Linked DNA regions of Ovis aries: region 1 is linked to region 2. Evidence: chromatin contacts called from public Hi-C data. All regions are on one chromosome and are shown on one strand. The core of a region is the stretch at or near the end of the contact, and the rest is flanking DNA. Distances in the headings are between cores, read along the strand shown. Region 1 holds the start of NFE2L2 (NFE2 like bZIP transcription factor 2). Region 2 overlaps LOC121818696.

What was found. A called contact is a pair of places that touch in the nucleus more often than the background predicts.
Region 1: a Hi-C map of skin fibroblasts shows a contact between it and region 2, with 2.7 times the contacts expected there. The contact joins the promoter of NFE2L2 here to the enhancer-like site in region 2. A contact is called at or near these places in 4 of 16 Hi-C or Micro-C datasets (liver, skin fibroblasts and tail adipose tissue).

The regions. Positions count from the first base shown.
Region 1 is chr2:132,850,357-132,854,496 of ARS-UI_Ramb_v3.0, reverse strand. NFE2L2 (NFE2 like bZIP transcription factor 2) reads right to left here and starts at 1,261. Exons shown (of 5, transcript XM_015093345.4): 1 at 1,069-1,261. The coding sequence starts at 1,113. LOC132659203 (a long non-coding RNA gene) reads right to left here and starts at 583. Exons shown (of 3, transcript XR_009599321.1): 1 at 346-583. It also overlaps the pseudogene LOC132659200.
Region 2 is chr2:132,800,190-132,804,488 of ARS-UI_Ramb_v3.0, reverse strand. All of the region lies in intron 3 of LOC121818696, which reads right to left. Among named protein-coding and RNA genes, the nearest start is that of NFE2L2, 51 kb to the left of the region's middle. Within about 2 kb of position 1,253, at least 3 of the 54 cell types and tissues checked have an H3K27ac peak or open chromatin away from gene starts, as enhancers often do.

The DNA.
Region 1 (4,140 bases), core at 12-2,511, 50 kb before region 2:
GCGCAACAGATCAACAGCTCCAACTTGTCCCTTGGCCCCGGCGCGGCAAGGTTTGCACGCTACAAAGCAGGAAAGGGCCCACTGAGGGCCGCCGTGACAGCCAACCGGCCACTGTCACGGCGCCGGGACGACGCTCGCGGCGTGCGCCACCGGGAAGCACAGCGCCGGGATCGAGAAGCCCCGGGGAGCTGGGGTGGGGTGGGGGGCGAAGGCCCGTCGGACTTCAGAGTCCACCGCCCCACCCGCCCTTGCCGGCGTATTGCTAGGGGCCGACTCAGAGTTCTAAGAGCCCGAACCCTTCCCTCGGGGCGAGGCGGCGCGCAGGGCAGGGTTCGATCGCCGTACGTCGGGGAAACCGAGTGCGCTGGGCGCTTGGTGACCTCCTCCTGCCCCCACCCTGGGAGCTGGGCATTTTCGCCAAGCGGCCTCAGGGCGATCGCAAGGCTGGAGTGATTGATCACTCTGCCTAAGAGAACCCTCAGCAGGGTAAGAGCGCCGCGGCTCGCGCCCGCGGAGGTCTTGAGCAGAGGAGCAGCGGCAGAGGAGGGGTTCCGGGTCCCAGCCCGGAGACCTCAGTTCCCCCGAGAGTGGCCCCGTGACTAGGCACATTTTTGCCGGCTCCGAGGCGGGGGAGCCGCGCAGCCCCGGAAGGGCCGGGCCGCGCCGGCTCAGACCGCCAGTGTCCGCCCTCTCCTACCCGGTTGCCTCCCGGCCGCTCAAACTCGGAGAGGGGGCCGGCCGCGGCTCCAGCATCTCGGCTCCGGCGACCGGGGACGCGGTTAGAGACGCACTTCGCCCCCACGCGCGCTGGCGTAGCCCCCCAACCCCAACCCTACCGCCCTCGGGGGCTGCGGGCGCGTTGTCAGTCACACCATTCCCCGCGCCCCCATACCCCTCGCAGCCCTTGGGGTCGCCACTCCCCTCCCCCGGCCCCAGCTCAAGCGCGGCGGCTCTGGTGTGTGCGCGGCAGCTGCAGTCCGCTCCGGCCACAGACGGGGAAAGAGGCCGATGCGGCTGTCCCTCCCGGGCCGCGGCTCCCTCGCGCCCCTGCTCCCGTCCTGGCACCACCTGCTGGGACGGCAGTCCCGGCGGGGGCAGCTCCAAGTCCATCATGCTGAGCTGGGGACGGTGCTTTGAGGCTCCCCGACGGCGGCCCTGTTCCGGCTGCCGAGGCTTGGAGCGGACACGGCGGTACTGGTGGCGGCGGCGGCTCCTGGGGGATCCTAGGAACTCGCTTCTCCCTGACTTGGCCGGAGTCGCCGATCGGGCTCTTGTCCCGCTCCGCCTCCCGCCCCGCGAGGGCGGGGCGAGAGCCCAAGGCCCTTCCTTCCCCAGCCAGCCGCCCGGGCCGACCTTCCGAAAATCCCCCACCCTCGCCGGGCTGACGCAAGAAGCTGGCCGTCCTGGGGCGGGAAAGAGTTGCGGGCGGGGGTCTCAGGGGCGGCTGCGGGCAGGCAGAGTGCCGGAGGAAGGCCCCCGAAGCTCGCCTGCCTCCGCTGTCAGTTTGCCCTTCTAGCGAATACGGCCATCGCTCCCCGCCCGTGGGATTGAGTTGTTTGCCGAAGGTCGCTGGGGTTCGGGTGCTTTGAAACAGTTTAAACAGTTGAAACAAACATGCTTGGAGACTCGGCAAAGGCGATGGTATCGGAGCTGCGCCTCCCTGCTTTGGATTTGCAGAACCTTGCCCGGCTTTCTCTCTCCCCACCGCCCGAGAGTGGCGCCAGCCCGGGGGGTGGGGGCCGGAAGCCGGGACCTGGGCCCAGCTCACGGCGAGCTGCCCTCTCGCTCCGGCTCAGCCAGTGAGACTGGCCCGGGGGAAGAGTGGACCGCGCGGGGAGCTCGTGCTCGGTCACCCTGATCGCCCTCCACTTACTCCCACGCCTTGCACTCTGGCCAGGCTTCAGTCCCCGAGGGCGAATGGAGAAGTCTCTTTGGATCGGAGAGTGGTCGAGCTTGCCCATCCGGAGCATTCTCTTCCCACCAGAGTGCACACGCCACACCATAGATGGCGATTTTTAACCCTGTTCGATATTACAAACGTGTCATAACCTCTAGAAGTTTTCACGTACTCAAGATACGATTTTAAAAACAAAAACGCAAAAAACAAGTTATAAAACTGTGTAGTATGGACCCGTTCTGTGAAAGCATGTACCTAGAAAAAAAAAAGTTCTTCAAAATATTACTAGTAATATTAATAGTTGCAGGACCTTGAATGATTTTTATCTCTTTGTTACTTTAAGTATGTTTTAAATCTACGATAAATGTGTATTATTCACTGCACCTTAAAAACAATTATTTAAAAAGTAGTCAGTGCCCAGAGCAAACTTCAAGTACTTGAAAACAGGAATATTGTGAAATCTTATGATTTAAAAAAGAATAGAGAAATGGTTTAGTTTTGTTTTCTCTTATGCAACAGCACTCTTTCTAGCTCTTTAACAAGCCTGATTTTCAGTTTATCACTTCTTCGAATTATGCAAAACCAGGTGGAGTAGACAGTGTCTGGCACTGGTTTTACTATTTCATTCAAAAACCTGACGCCAAAAAAAGAAAAAGAAAACCATAAAAGCCTGACTACAGCAGACCAACGCCCCCAAAGCTGCAAAGAACTTACTTTCTCTTGGTTGCGTAATTTGACCCTCCCAGGACTTACCTGTTGATTTATATGTTGGAATATTTCTTAAGGTAAGTGAAGCCTAAATTAATTGCCTGTAATTGAAGTAAGTTTCTTCAATTTGAATTAAACTTTCAGCTGTTAAGTGAGAAGGCTGCAAAATGATCTGCACACTAACAACAAGCTCAGGAGAAGTGATTTACAGTGAACCTGACATGGAATATGCAGAGACATTATGAAATGACATTTCTGTGTCAAAGAATGGCACCAGAGTATATTGCTAACAATTCAAGTTACTTATTAAAATTAGTACATGGAGAAGGTAGACAGAGAGCACAGGAGGCAGGCAATAACAAAGTCATATACGACATGATGGCTGCCCTCCAGCGGCTTATAAAATTTGGTATTTCCTTGTTGGGCAACAAATTTCCGTTGAGTTTAGACTGAATAAAATAAACTTTACTTTTGCAAAACTGCAATTACTGGGAGTATATTATTTCAGGCACCTGCAGAGTACATATTTTCAAAGGGAGGAGGACAATACAATAAGAGTCTGAACATGTTTAAGAAAAATTAAGGAAACAGCTAAAAAAAAGCTGTTTGGCATTAAATGGGGATTCAGCACAAGAGGAGGAAACCCCAGTCTCAGACCACCCACATCAAGGAGGTTGCTGGTCTTTGCAGAACTCTGATCCAAGATCATATCCATGTGAGAAACGAGGCCTTGCCCTCTAAACTTGAATGCAGTGCCATGAAGGCACAGATACTGTGCACTGAGAAGTTCCAGGATGCTGGGTTTTCTCTCCTGTCCTGTTGCCATGGGAGTTATTTTACTGACAGGCTCTCCTTGCTATTTTATTTTCCCACTCAATTGGCTTCACATGCTACTAACCTGTGTATGTTTCTGTTTATATCTGAGTTCTTTGCCATCCTTAGAAAGAGAACCCTCCGGGTACGCTTGAGATGCGTGACCAAGTTGTAATACTTAGTTCCAGAACTGTCGTAAAAAACAAGCATCGTCAGGTAAACCTTCCAAGCATGCAAAGTTTGGAAAATAGTGATGCAATGATCCCTTTATTTCACCTTCTCCGTGATCTAATCTGCCAAATTTGCAAGAACCAAGAAAGTACCTACTGTTTCCAAAGTCCTCCATCACCGTGAGGCTTCTTCCCTCTGCTTATTCCTTTTCACTGTACTCCATGTTTCACCAAGAAAGTATCCAAACTCCCTTGGCATTATTGTTAAAATTCTAAATTTGTACAGCCTCCAGCGGGAGCAGATCCAGTAGCCAGATTCCCCAGATGGCACTGAGTGAACTGCCCCTCCTGGCGTGTTGCTGTGCTTGTGTAGTCCCCTACATCGCATCAAGGCTGGCCCTGAGACTTGCTGTAACTTACACAAGGCCGGAAGTGACACTATGCCAAGTCTCCGCTAAGCTTTAAAAGGGCCTGACAGCTTTTAATTTCACAGTCTTAGAAGTCAGCCATCATATAAGAAGTCTGACTATCTTTGTGGGAAGAGAAGCTGTG
Region 2 (4,299 bases), core at 4-2,503:
CCCTGTCCTTTACCATCTCCTGGAGCTTGCTCTCTACTGGAGTTGCACTCTACTAGGTGCCTATTAAGTGCACAATAATTTGGAAGATGTTAGGGAAGTGAAGACGTAGCCCTATCTTCAAGGAGCATCTTATCTAGTTGGATAGAGAAGATCTATTTCTAGGGAGTAGTCAACAAATACAACACCAAACAATAAATAGCCTGACATTAAAATGCATGATGGGGAAACAGTGGAAACAGTGACAGACTTTATTTTGGGGGCTCCAAAATCACTGCAGATGGTGACTGCAGCCATGAAATTCAAAGACGCTTACTCCTTGGAAGGAAAGTTATGACCAACCTAGGTAGCATATTGAAAAGCAGGGATATTACTTTGTCAACAAAGGCCCATCTAGTCAAAGCTATGGTTTTTCCAGTGGTTATGTATGGATGTGAGAGTTGGACTATAAAGAAAGTATTGATGCTTTTGAACTGTGGTGTTAGAGAAGACTCTTGAGAGTCCCTTGGACAGCAAGGAGATCAAACCAGTCCATCCTAAAGGAAATCAGTCCTGAATATTCATTGGAAGGACTGGTGCTGAAGCTAAAACTCCAATAGTTTGGCCACCTGATGTGAAGAACTGACTTATTTGAAAAGACCCTGATGTTGGGAAAGATTAAAGGTGGGAGGAGAAGGGGACAACAGAGGATGAGATGGCTGGATGGCATCACCAACTCAGTGGATATGAGTTTGAGTAAACTTTGGGAGTTGGTGATGGACAGGGAGGCCTGATGTGCTGCAGTCCCTGGGGTCACAAAGAGTTGGACACGACTGAGCGACTGAACTGAGAACTCATGATGTTCATTCCATGTATGTGGCTATATTTTACTTATTACATACTGGCTGTGGCACCAGTAGTAAAGAACCCGCCTTCCAGTGCAGGAGATGTTAGAGACATGGGTTCGATCCCTGGGTCAGGAAGATCCTGGGGAGAACATGGCAACCCACTCCAGTATTCTTGCCTGGAGAATACCATGGACAGAGGAATCTGGAGGGCTACAATCCGTAAGTTTGTAAAGAGTTGGACATATCTGAAGCAACTTAGCACAGCATAGCACAAACATATTTTGGGTACTCACAGGGCAGGAATAAGTCTGTTTTGCTTACTACTTACCTCAGAACTAGCACTTCAATTAGAAGGCAATTGATAAACACTATTGAATAATTGAATAATTTAGTACTCATGTATCTTAGAGAATATTTTAAATCCTGACTGGCAAAACAGATCAGAAAACACATGTGAACACAGGAAGTCATATGGAGGAAGTGGGGTTTGAGTTCTGGAAACTCCCTCAAGGGATTTATAACCTAACACAGATGAAGCCATCAGTGCAGGGAGATCTCTTGTAAGCTTGGATTTGCGTTTAAACTGGAGATTTTTGTGGTTTGCTGTACCAACCCACACTTTTTCCTCAGTCAATGACTGAGTTTTTGCTCAATCCTGATGAAGTCCAAAAGCAAAAAAAAAAAAAAAAAATGAAGGCAGACAGTGGGTAGTTGAAAACTGCAAACATACATTTTACCCCTGATGTCTGTGGGCAGGTAATCTAGAAAGGTTTTTCCTTTCTCCCTTTCCCTACCCAGCTATGTGCTTCAAAGTATTCCTATAGCACTTGGCAACATGTATAAAGAATCTTAAAATGGCCGTATCTTTTGATCTAGTATTTCTTCTAAGAAAGTATGCTAAGGAAATAATCAGGAATGCGAGCAGTGCTTCCTGGTACAAAGGGAAATCATTCTATACTCAACATGGAAGCAGTCAAGTTTTGCTACAGATTTAAGATAATTCTCATACAATATTAAAAAGTATGGCACAAAATGTGTGCATGTAGGTTATCCCTGACTAGGAAAATTACAAGTTGTTTTGATTTTACTCTAGTGTAAGAAAGTCTTTGAAATTTAGTGGATGGAATTTAGCTCATCAATTCTGGTTACTTCTGCTTTCATTGTCTTTGACTAGACTATTTTCCAATTCAGTAGAGAAAGAGGGTTAACATGTAACATGAAAATGTTTCCTATCCATAGCTATATAAATGATTCCTATTAATACTATGTAAATAAATTTTGCTGGTAGATAATATGTGTGTGTTCAGTCTCTCAGCTGTGTTGACTCTTTGTGACCTTCATGGGGTGTAGCCGCCAGGCTTCTTTGTCCACAGTATTTTCCAAGCAAGAATACTGGCGTGGGTCACCATTTTCTACTTCAGGGGATCTTCCCAACTCATGGACCAAACCCGTGTCTCATGTGTCTCCTGCATTGGCAAGCAGATTCCTTACCACTAGCACCACCTGGGAAGCCCATATAAACTTGTGTCCATCGGCAGACGAATGGATAAGAAAGCTGTGATACATATATGCAATGGAATATTATTCAGCCATTAAAAAGAATGCATTTTAATCAGTTTTAATGAGGTGGATGAAACTGGAGCCTGTTATACACAGTAAAGTAAGTCAGAAAGAAAAACACCAATACAGTATATTAATGTATATATATGGAATTTAGAAAGATGGTAATGATGATCCTATATGCAAGACAGCAGAAGAGACACAGATGTAAAGAACAGACTCTTGGATTCTGTGGGAGAAGGCAAAGTGTGGGATGATTTGAGGGTATAACATTGAAACACGTATATTATCATATGTGAAACAGATCGACAGTCCAGGTTTGATGCATGAGACAGGGTGCTCAGAGCTGGTGCACTGGGATGACCCAGAGGCATGGGATGGGGAGGGAGGTGGGAGGGGGGTTCAGGGTGGGGAACACGTGTACACCCATGGCTGATTCATGTCAATGTACGGCAAAGCCACTACAATATTGTAAAGTAATTAGCCTCCAATTAAAATAAATAATTTAAAAATCTCTGTAAATCAAATTCATTTGAACTGTCTATAATATCTTACTGTTTCTTCACTAATTAATGAGTTAAATAAAATCTTTAATGTGTGTTAATTTGATATTTACATAAGTCACAATTTTATCTTTTTTGAAAGCTATCCCCTAACACTATATATTTCCTGTAGTCTAGATATTTTTGAAATTAACATGTGTTGCCAAATTTTTAGTAAACTTTAAATGTAAGTACATTATGCATGCATACAAAATTTAACCATGTATGTTTTAATCAACTATGCATACATACATAAATTTATAGCCCAACTAATTCTCACAAAATCAATACACCTATGTAACCAGTCTTCAGATCAAGGGATGGAATACTATTATTACCCCAGAAGTTGCTCTTATGCCTCCCTCCTAGTCACTAATACTTCCCCACCAAAACAGACCTGACTTATAACATCAGAGATTCATTTTGTCTGTTTAACTTTTGGCTACACCATGTGGCTTGTAGGATCTTATTTCCCTGACCGGGAATTGAACCTGGGACCCCAGAAGTGAGAGCGCTGAGTCCTAACCACTGGACTGCCAGGGAATTCCCTATTTAACTTTATGTAGATAAAAATCACACGGTGTGTACGCATTTGGCCTGGCTTCCTTTACACGTCACCATGTTCATAAGATTCATCCCTGTCGTTGCATAAAATTTTAGTTCCTTCATTCTCACTGCTGCGTAGTTCCCTTATGTGAATAGATTACAGTTTATCTATGGGCTTTCAGATTGTTTGGGGCTATTAGAAATAGTGTTGTCGTGACTGTGTTTGTGCATATTTTTTGGTGAAAAAGTTTCTGCCAGTTACCACATGTATTAATCTAAAATCTGAAAAAATAAACCTAAACTACATGACAGAATCAGTTTCCCTTTTTTCTCTACAAACCATTCCATCAAGATAAAATTCTTCCGATTACCAAACTCTTTTAACATGTAAATATATTCCAGAAGAGTTAATCCCCATTTATGCCTTCTTGTGACATTTCTATAATCTGATACTGAGATCAGCAGCTCATTGAGAAGTGTCCACTGGCACTGGGGGGTGTGAGGAGAGCTGGCAGGAGGGAAAGGGAGAGGGAGGTTTGGGTCTGATAGAAGGCAGTGGGCGCTGGACCAGGGAGAAGAAGCAGGAGCTGCGGGATGGAGTGACTTCTCCACCCACTCAAGGTCTTGGCTGCTTCCCTTTGAAGAGAACCACTACAATAATTGTTAACATGATTTATTTGTTTGAAATAGTTTACAGTTGGCAACACGCTTTTATATTTATTACCTCATTTGATCTTGCTCTCACAAGAAGGTTGGTATTTTCATTACTGTTCTTGTTGGCGGGTTACAGTCGATAGGGTTGTGAAGAGTTGGATACAACTGAAGCA